Regions from separate parts of the Gossypium hirsutum genome. Here region 2 is linked to region 1. Evidence: chromatin contacts called from public Hi-C data. All regions are on one chromosome and are shown on one strand. The core of a region is the stretch at or near the end of the contact, and the rest is flanking DNA. Distances in the headings are between cores, read along the strand shown. Region 1 holds the start of LOC107949578 (L10-interacting MYB domain-containing protein). Region 2 holds the start of LOC107949616 (receptor like protein 21-like).

What was found. Hi-C and Micro-C count contacts between places; a contact is called where the count stands out from the background.
Region 2: a contact with region 1 is called in a Hi-C map of hypocotyl, with 2.1 times the contacts expected there. The contact joins the promoter of LOC107949616 here to the promoter of LOC107949578 in region 1. A contact is called at or near these places in 12 of 34 Hi-C or Micro-C datasets (callus, cotyledon, hypocotyl and 3 more).

The regions. Positions count from the first base shown.
Region 1 is chrA08:5,537,749-5,542,948 of Gossypium_hirsutum_v2.1, reverse strand. LOC107949578 (L10-interacting MYB domain-containing protein) reads left to right here and starts at 1,621. Exons shown (of 5, transcript XM_016884313.2): 1 at 1,621-1,782; 2 at 1,954-2,290; 3 at 2,367-2,460; 4 at 3,102-3,553; 5 at 4,057-4,847. The coding sequence starts at 1,955. The coding sequence ends at 4,644.
Region 2 is chrA08:5,691,258-5,697,098 of Gossypium_hirsutum_v2.1, reverse strand. LOC107949616 (receptor like protein 21-like) reads right to left here and starts at 2,330. Exons shown (of 1, transcript XM_016884349.2): 1 at 642-2,330. The coding sequence starts at 2,309. The coding sequence ends at 801. It overlaps LOC107949624 (putative receptor-like protein 16), which reads right to left and starts at 4,306. Exons shown (of 6, transcript XM_016884360.2): 1 at 4,106-4,306; 2 at 3,847-4,002; 3 at 3,651-3,734; 4 at 3,411-3,563; 5 at 3,155-3,277; 6 at 2,543-3,055. The coding sequence starts at 4,154. The coding sequence ends at 2,970. It overlaps LOC121204916 (receptor-like protein 9a), which reads right to left. Exons shown (of 5, transcript XR_005900051.1): 5 at 5,026-5,287.

The sequences.
Region 1 (5,200 bases), core at 372-2,871:
ATGCAGAAAATAAGTAGTGCCACAAACAACGCTTAAAGTTGTGCCAATTGTTTTAGGCGCTAATAGAAAGGCGTATAAAATAAATAACATAAGAGATATTTACGTAGTTCAGGGCAGAATATTCATTATCTTGCATCTTATGCAACAAGTGTTTTAAAACTTGAACACTCATCAGTTTCGACTATACACTTTTGTACCTAAGATTTAAACATGTCCTTCTAAGTTTTCCCTTGAAAACTGAGGACACTAACCAAGTCACGCACTTGATTATTACACTTCAATGCGCTAATATAAAAGTTCCACAGTGAATAAGATAAAGTGCTCTTTCTATCACTACAAAATGTATACAAGTCTTCACAATAAATAAGTAAATGAGACTTGCTAACATACTATATCTTTTACAATTAATCTCCCTCAAATTAAGCAGAACAACTTGCACAGAGAATATCTTCAAAACATCACAGGATAAATCTTGAATAATGAGGATATACTTTCTACTTTAGCCCGATTCGATCCAATCCACCAATTATGAGAAGTTGATTACTTTGATCTGAATCCAAACAAATCTCCAAGATAAGTTGTTATGTGTAGTTTAGATATTAAAGATTGGTTGATAGTCATCCAAAGTAATAGCAAGAAGCACAACCAAAACATGTTTGTTACAAAAATTTGCCAACTCAGACATGTCCGTTTTTTCAAGTAGACAATGCTACTACCAATTGGCATTGGTCTAGTTATTGGTTTAGACACTCCTTGAAAAATGTCTCAACAATATTTAATTTAAGTTTGGGTCACTTTAAGTTACTTCTTTTGATTCAAGTCGTTGACTTCTAATAATAAAATTGAGTTAATCAAGTCAAATCATCAAGTTCGAGTTAAAATTGACAGGTTTATGTCATCATTATATTATTATTATGTAAATAGTAATTTATTTGTAATTGGAAGGGATGATAAATTCAAATAATGTTTATAATTTAATTTGGTGGGACAAAATTTTCTTTTGGCAAATGGCTGAGAGAATTTTTTTTTTTGGAAGAGTCAATGGCGAGAAATGACACCATTGAATCTCTCCTGCTTAAATTTTAAATTTTGGAAGGCTTAATATCTAATTTGATATTTTATTTTGATACTCTTTTAATATAGTATTTGTGTTATTTTTTTGTCTAATTTAGTACATACAATTCACAAAAGTTATATATATTTTGATATTTAAATGTAACAATGTTAACTTTGTAGTTCTTAATTCGGAGTTTAAAGTTAATTTAATGAATATTTATAATTATTAACAATTAAAATTTATCAAATCAACTCTAAAACTCAAATAAAATTATATTCATCAGATTGTATTTAATTTAAACAAATTCTCAATTAACACAAAATTTATTGTATTAACAAAATTATAAAAAAAATTAAAGATTAATAAATTTTAACAGTGAAGTGACTATAATTTTCAAATTTTTAAATGAGAATAACAAAAATGACATAAACAAATTTCAGTGACCAAAATAATATCTACATTACCTTAAGTTTAATTATGAAATATGAAGATGTTGAATTTATTGATAAACATTTGGGCTCTTTGTCAGGCCTAATCTGTGAAAATGATAAACGATCTTATCCTTGATATTTGGGATAAATCCAGAATTGGGATACTCCGCTCCTCTTGTCTATGATCTAATTCCAGCCGCCAAGCATTCATAGCACTATCCAGGAAAACCTTATCCCGACATTTGCAGAAAACCCAGGTTCTTGCCCCTCCATTTTCCCAGAGTCGAATCCAAGGTATACATTTTTCACTCAACTAAACCCATTCTCTCTCTCTCTCTTCTTCACCTTTTCTTTTATGGTTCGTTTTTAATTTATTTTTTTTTATTTCATGCCCAAATGTTTACATTGATTTATAATTCTTGCCTTTCGATTCTGTTGGTGCCTTGTCTTTTTACGTTGTTCAAGAATGGGTATCCGTGCCAAGAGCAATTTGGATCGATCAAGGACGATATGGACACCCGAGATGGACCGATATTTCATCGATCTCATGTTGGAGCAACTCAATAAAGGTAATAGGTTCGATGACCATGTTTTCAGCAAAACGGCATGGATGAACATGAATTCATCGTTCAACGAGAGGTTCAAGTTCGAATACGAGATGGATGTGCTGAAAAACCGGCACAAAACACTGAGGAATCTGTACAAAGCTGTTAAGAACCTGTTGAATCAGAAGGGTTTTAACTGGGATTCGACTCGACAAATGGTGATCGCCGAGAATAAAATCTGGGATGAATATATCAAGGTTCAATGCTTTACTTATTTGATGATTTTGAGGGTTTTTTTGCATTGCAGGATCTTACGGGTTTTCTTATTTACAGGTAAACCCAGATGTGCGTCCTTGCAGAGTTAAAACTATTCCTTACTACGATGATCTGGGTATTATATATGGAGATAATTCAGCTAGGAAAACAGGTAATGATTCAATCGTTGATACTACTAGGTCTTAAGTTTGGTGGTCCACTCTGAGTGTCGGGTTTGAATATGAATATTTCCGGACTCCAGACTAGTTCGCATGACTTTGTTCGAAGTTTTTTCATGAATGATCTTTGTGTTTATTTATGGAGATAGGGTAATTTTTAAAAAGGGTTATGATTTTGTCCTTGACATGACTAACTCCGTGTCCGGTTTTGAACTTAGAGTGAGTTTCAGATACGGATATGCATCGACCTTTTTCATTAATGATTTTTGTTTTATGTATCGAGATAGGATAGTTAGTATAAAGGGTAAAAGTTCTATCCTTGATACTACTAATTCTTTGTCTAGGGCTTTGTTACCGGTACTCGGGGTTGAGTCTTGGGTATGAATACATGTATAACACGAGCATGCTCTTTTTTCTAAGCTTTTCCATATACGTGGAGGATCATAAACCGTATCTATGTCCAAATATTTGTCGGACACAGGCATTAAACATGGATATTTTAGGAACAGAAGAGTCCGGGTAACATGAGTCTGGTGTATCTCATTGTTAGAAGGTTTCATATGTTGCTGATATAATATGATACCAGGCTTTAATTTGCCTGAGACATCATCACACTCAGGTGACGATATAACAGGATCTGCTGCTCAACCAGAATGTGGCAATAAAGGAACTGTGGAGGCTGTTCATGAAATTGTTGTGCGTGATGATTTTATCTGTTTGCCACTAGAAGTGGAGGACACAACAGAGACGACGCTGAATGCAACAACAAACCCACTATATAGTCGTACTAGAATGTACTGGCAACCACCAATGGACCGGTTTTTCATTGATCTTATGCTTGAGCAATTGCAGAATGGGAACCAGATTGATGGTGTATTTTGCAAGCAGGCATGGACAGAGATGATTGCTTCATTTAATGCGAAATTCGGTTTTAATTATGATGTGGACATACTAAAGAATCGGTATAAAACTCTAAGAAGACAATATAATGTAATAAAGAATCTTCTTCAACTGGATGGATTTACTTGGGACGATGACCGTCAAATGGTGATTGCTGATGATAGTGTATGGCAAGACTACATCAAGGTATTACGTGTAATACTTGAACTGCTGTCGATGCTCATATAGTCTAGGCCATATTATCCATAAGATGTTCAGCTATGTTAAATCATACCTGATGCATGCATAATCTACATGGAAGCCACTTAATATCCACCATCAAGAATTCATGGCATTGTTTTATTTCTTTAGATCGATGTTGTTTTGATATGTCGATATGGATGTGACACGAGTATGTTAAACTTTTTCTAAGTTTTTCATGTATTTTAAGTGTCATCTTCCCATACTTTTATTGGAATATGTGTTGGACATGGGTTCCTCAATTAAAATGAAGAGTTTGAGTGGTGCAGTTTAAGGGTAACAATGTTACGAGGAAGATGATGCCGCCTTTATTTCATTTTGTTCATCGATTTGTTTGGTATACTATTAAAAGCCCGTTGAGAAGTAATAGAGAGACTTTTGATGCATATCATTATAATAATGGTTTCATTATATGGGATTTGAAAAAGCTGTTATGTACTAACATGCAGGGACATAAGGATGCACGACAATTCATGACTCGACCGGTGCCGTACTATAAAGACCTGTGTTTGATATGCAATTCCCCATATCCTGATGGAAGTGATTGCTTTTCCCTTCAATGTACGGACCCAGAAAACAGGGTTCAAGAAGTGAAGCTGGGGCAAGCAACCAAGTGTTCTCCGTCTCCTGTAACATCTGTTTCGGGTGAAGATGAAATAGGTGATGTGCTGGAGCCAGCACATCGGGATTCAAACACAAATGGATCTAACCTGAAGTGCAAACGTCAACCAGAAAACAGGTTAAATTCTGCACATACAAAGAAATCACGAGGCGAAGATGATGACATGGCCAGTGCTCTCCGAGAGATGGCAAGCGTGGTTTCGTCTTTAGCGGAGAAGAAGGATGATGGGAACACCAACTCCATTCCGATAGAGAATGTGATTACAGCAGTACAGGCACTACCTGACATGGACGAAGATCTTATATTGGATGCATGTGACTTGCTGGAAGATGAAATAAAAGCAAAAACTTTTATGGCATTGGATGTTAAACTGAGGAAGAAGTGGCTGTTACGGAAGCTTCGTCCTCAGCAGTGAGTTTAATCGAGTTGTGTCTAGTTTCAACGGAATGGTTTAGATATGTGTCATAGTGAATGTAAATTCAGTGAGTAGAGTCAATGTTAGCAAGTAATTTGGCAGACTAAAGTTTCAAGAATCTTATGAAAATGGCCGAGAAAGTCTAAATATTTGCTCTGATGTATATTTGTATATATAGGAATAAGCTTATATTTTAATTTGAATATGAAATCGGCTTTGAATATAAATAATTGAGGGTTCAGGGTTATACAAGCTACCATCCATGGTTGTTATCCCCAACTATTTTATGTAATGCAACTTAATTCCTGGCACCATCCATTAGTTTTAGGCATGAGAATTGGGGTGGGTATCGGGCAATTAAAAAACTTGTTGAATCGAGGTGAAGAGCTTTTAACTTTCGAATAAGTTGGGCGAGGCTGGGACAATGGTCTCTTACCAGTCTCGGCCGTTGTTAATAACTCTGCTTAATAGTCTAGCATCCGTCTACTATAATGAGGTGGATACACTCACCTGAGGTCCTTCCCAAAATGGCCGATTTAGCCTCTCTAGTGCTTAT
Region 2 (5,841 bases), core at 1,081-3,580, 150 kb before region 1:
TTGGAGGCTTTCAATTTTATTAATTTCAAATTAGATAAATATCATGTGAACTCAATTTTTAAATATTTATTAATTTGAGTTTAAATAAAATAATGAAAACATATTTATTTATGATAATTTTATTAATTTAAAAAATATTTATATCATTTAAAAATTTAAAGACTATTTTTGTCATTCATATTTAGTAGTTAATATGAAGTTTGGACTTCTTTATATATATAAGTTTGAGCTTATGATTTAGTGGCAAAAGATTTTTCTTTGAGAAGGGATTGTATGAAATTGTGATTTCAAATCATATTTATCCGTTTCTAATATAAGATAACTCAGATTTTTCCTCCTGATTTCCAGTTTTTTCTTTTTGAAAAAATTCAAATCCAACTAAAGTGCTAAAAATCAGGAGGAAAAATTTAATTTATCATTCTCCTATTTGAAAGGAACAAGAATGTGAAACTACAGTTTCATATAATCTTTTCTCTCTTTTTTACGCTAAGGTTTGAAACAATATGAAATTTTTACCACAACATCAATGGCTTGTTTGACTACAAAAATATAGATAGATATAAGTTATATATATATTAATATATATGCTACAATATGTTTATCTGAATGCTGAAAATTGTAAAGCGTTATTAAATGTTTTAATCGGTAATGCATGACATTATATATAGTTTTCTCATAATACGCTATCAATTATTACATAACAAAGATATTACATTCTACCTTTAAAAACTTTAAAGCAAAGAACCCAAACAAACTTTGGAAAACAATTACATACAAATGTAAACCACCAAAGCACAAGGCTACCCGCTTCTTTTGAAGATGGGAAATCGCAGAAGATTGTCCTCAATAAAATACTGGCAGGTCTTGATGCAGTGTTCAACAAAAGAAAACCATGCTCGACGCCAATAAGGATTTATATACAGGATGAGAACAATAACCAGTAACACAATTACATAAGAAACAAAAAAGGTCACCCAAAAAACATACTTGTCCATCAAACCACTTTCTTCTTCGTTGTTTGAGGTATTTGGTGCTACTGTCGGGGGTGAATCAAGGTCGACGCAATTTTTATGCAAGAGAGGCCCACAGAGAAAAGGATTCTCCATATAACTGCTTTCATCAAAGGTTCCAAATTGAGTTTTCGGAGACGGAATACTCCCTGACAAGTTGTTGTATGACACATTGAAGACTGCTAAGGTGTACAACTCTGTCAATTGAATAGGGATTCTTCCGATTAGGTTGTTGTGAGAAAGATCCAGACTCTCAATTTGCTTGAGCTTTGAGAACATTGACGGTATATGTCCAGTCAAATTATTGTGTGACAAGTTTAATGATCGAATTTCACTCAAATTTCCAATCTCTGTGGGGATTTCACCTGTTAATCTATTACACGATAAATCAATTCCAGACATGAGCTCAAGAATGTTTCCCTTGTATGTGTAAGATGCTCTCTTTGTTGTATAGTCCACCTTTTCTTCCATTTGATTCTCAATAAAGGGATATACATCCAATGACATAGATCCTCTTAAAGTGGACCACTCAAATTCGGTCATCCCAAAGTAATTAGGACTATCCATGATTCCTCCAAGCATCGTCCCACCGACCCTCATTGAAGATTTTTCATAATTTGGCTGAAGAGTTAGATGACTCAAACAAGAAGGTATCGAACCAAAAAGCTTATTTTGAGAAAGATCAATGATGCTTAACGAATACAATTGGCACATCTCAGTGGGAATTTCTCCGATAAAATAATTGGCTTTTAGAAGGAGGACACTTAAAGCCGAAAGAGTTCCAATCCCGTATGGAATTTCCCCAGTCAACTGGTTTTCACTAAGATCTAAAGTCACCAAGGAAGAGCTGTTAAAGAATGCATTTGTCAAGGTTCCACTTAATCTATTCTTGCTCAAATGGAGATGTTCAATAGATTGTGCATCGAAGCAAGATGGTATTGGGCCAGAAAAATTATTTTTTGAGAGGTCCAAAATAATAAGAGAATCCAAATAGCACAATTCCATCGGAATCAGACCCTTGAGCTGATTGTTGGATACTGCCAATGCTTTTAAATCTGACACATTCCATTTCCATCTTGGGAGTTCCCCAGACAAATTGTTGTTACTTAAATCCAGATCTTGAAGAGGGTATGATGGGATAGTTGAGATATCAATGCTCGGTATATTTCCATCAAAGTTATTGCCATCTAAATATAACAAATATAATGAAGATGAGCGAAAGATAGTTGGGGTTATCTTCCCACTTAGATGGTTATTTGATAGCCTAAGAAACCTCAACGAGTCACTTTGAGCTAACATTTCTGGTATTCCTCCTGATAGTTGATTATGAGATAGATCTAATAATAAGTTTCTAGTATTCAAACTACCCAAACAAGGAGGAATATTACCTTAAAGGAAATTGCCTGATAGATTTAACCCAAATAGTTGTGGAAAGATTGAACAAATGTTTGCTGGAATGGGACCTTGTATTTTGTTGTCAGATATATCAACAACTGACATGTCTGGATTCGGATGAGATTGAAGATTGAAACGGCCCATAAAAGAGTTACCCTTCATTAAAAATGCTTCCATTCTTGTATTGTTCTCTAACAACCAAAAAGGAATCTTCCCTCCAAAATTATTATATGAAAGATCAATAATACTCAGGTCATTTTGGTAATAGAGGAATTTTGGAATTTCAATGTGGAGTTCCTTTGCTGTGCAATTCGACAAACGGAAGGCTTTTAGTTGGAACTTTGGGACCCATGTTTGAATGGTAGGCTCTTTGACTAACTTGTTTTGACTGCCTAAGAGGACTTTGAGGTGTGAGTGGTTGGCAAATGATATGAAAATGGATGGAACTTCGAATAAGTTTCGTGAAAGAGAAATGAATCTAAGCAAAGTGAGATTGGCTAGAGCAGTGGAGGCACCTTTCCCGGCGAATTGATTATCAGAAATATCCAAATAATGAAGAGATGACTAGTTAGCCAAACATGAAGGGAGTGTTCCTTCAAGAGCATTTTCACTAAGATCCAACACCTCAAATTTCCGTAAATCGCACCATCCTGTAAAATAAATTTGTACAAATTATTTAAATATTCTAGGAGCATAAAAAAATTTATCAAGAGATTGTCTAAATAATTATGTCATAATTATTAATTTACCTTTCGTAGGTAATGTCCCAGAAAGCCCACAACCATTCAAAGACAAAATTTTAAGAGAAGCCAATACACCAATGCTTTGAAGAATGTTGTTGTTGAGAGATGACGAATCCAACACTAATTCCTCTATTTTGCTCGACACATGCAATTGATTTTTACAAGTGTATAAGAGTTATTTAAATGACTGATGTTAAATAAATAATATTTTCAAATGGAATCAAATTATAAATTTATATATTCACATACATACATATTATACCTTGAGTAGAAAATGTGTCATTGAAGTGATTCTGTCTCAAATATAAGGTCTTAACAGATGAGAATGTCTCCAGAAGCTGTATTAGAGAAGTAGTTCCACCAGTGAACACATTGTCTAATGTAGCAATCTTTAGCTTTCCCAAACTTCCATTTTCTGATAGTCAAATTAGTGGTTGGCATCAATTCACTAGATATCTAATGGCAAGTAATTAGTAAGACTTTCTTTAGTTGATACATATACCTTTATTCTTTATGGGCACAAATTCCTTCACCTCATTCTGGCTTATGTCTAGCTCCTCTAAGTTGCTCAAAGAATCTAATAATTCTGTGAAGATTGACAAATAAAATTTAAAATTAAATCACACAGAATAAATGCAATAACTCAACAATTAATTTGTTTCGCTTAAAGGAAGATTAAATAGATTAAGTAATTTCACCTTTAATATTTATTGATCCTTTAAGCTGGTTACTCCCTATCTTCAATGACTTTAGATTGGAAAATCCACTAAGCTGTGCCAATAAACGGTTTGTGAAGGAGTTGGAATCCAAATTAAGCTCTTCTAAATTGGTCAAATTTAGTGGCCTTTCACCATCTACAAAGCATTTAGTTAAACAAATTTATTACTAATGGAATATTAAATGAGATATGGTATGTATATATAAGAATATGATAAAGTAAAACATATCAACACATACCATGGGGAGATTGGAGGCTCTCAATTTTATTGTCACTCAAATCCAACATCTTTAGCCTCGTCAAATTATTCAATACTATCCAAATCAATCCAATGCATTTTTTGTCAGTCGAATAAAGTTATCATCACAAAAATTTAGTTATATTCAACTTCCATATAACAACCATATTCGTCTAACAAAATAATGGTTGTTATGATAAGTGATTGTGATATACTTATAACAATATTTAATATTTAGACCATATTTGAATTTTAAAAAATTTTAAATTAAAAAATTATAATATATTAATAAAAATATTACTTAACGAGATTCAAATTATATCTTTAACAAAATTTATTAACGTAATTCCATTTATTAAAAAATATTTTCTTTTAAAAAATATGATTAATATATTTTATATAAAATTTAAACATTTTGTTGAAATAATATCTTAACTAAAATTTATTTATTTTTTCACTTAAAAATAGAATTAGTTGTGTTAAAATGTGAGACAACATATTATTATAGAGAACTAATTTAATAAAAATATACTATATACTTTATAGATGCAACTATTATATAAGGTAACAATAATAAATTCCACATCTACAAAACTATATATTGAAGAGATAAAATTTTAATTAAAATACTATTTTTTCGTGCTATGTACAAATTAATTGTATTTATTAATTAAAATACTATTTTTTAATTTAATACTAAAAAATTTGATAACACAGAAAAAAATATAGAAATTGAAATACTATTATTTTGGTACTTATATTTTACTTTATATATTGAAGAGATAAAATTTTAATTTATATATTAATATAATTTTTTATATAATTGTAAAAGCGATAATATATAAAATTTATACATTTCTTTAAATTAAAATATTTTTCTCAGTGACTCTGAGTTACTCAGAATATCAAATAATTCTGTGAAGATCGACAAATATAATTTAAAATTAAATCATACATGATAAATGCAATAATTCAACCAGTAGTTTATTTGATTTAAAGGAAAATTAAATATGTTAAGTAATTCCACCTTTGATATTTATTGATCCTTTAAGCTGGTTATTGTACATATACAATGACTTTAGATTGAAAAGCCCACTTAGCTGTGCTAACAAATTGTTGTTGAAGAAGTTGTTACCCAAATAAAGCACTTCTAAATTGGTCAAATTAAGTGACCTCTCACCATCTACAAAACATTTAGATAAATAAATTTATTACTAATAAACTATTAAATAAGATATTGATATGTATATATAAGAATATGACAAAGTAAAATATATCAACACATAGCATGGGGAGATAGGAGTTTCTCAATTTTATTGTCCATCAAATACAACTTCTTTAACTTTGTCAGATTATTCAATACTATTCAAATCAATCAAATAACTTTTTTATTAGTCAAACAAAATCATATGACAAAAATTCAATAATTTTGGTTCATGAAATTCAACTACTTTCCTCGATAAAGGAAAGTCATCAAATACATTTTATTTTAGACATAATAACTTATTTCACCTTTCAACTTTATAAAAAAAATTTATTTTAGACCTCCATTTAACTTTTTGATTTTTTAGTCCTTAAATTTGAGTTTCTTATCAAATCACTCCATAATGAATTGAAAAAATTAACGTTTTTTAACTTTGCTAATATTGCATACATGTGGATTGTCAAGTGGATGGCACATTAATATTTAATTAAATTTTAATTTAAAAATAAAAATAAAAATATTTTAAAAATAAA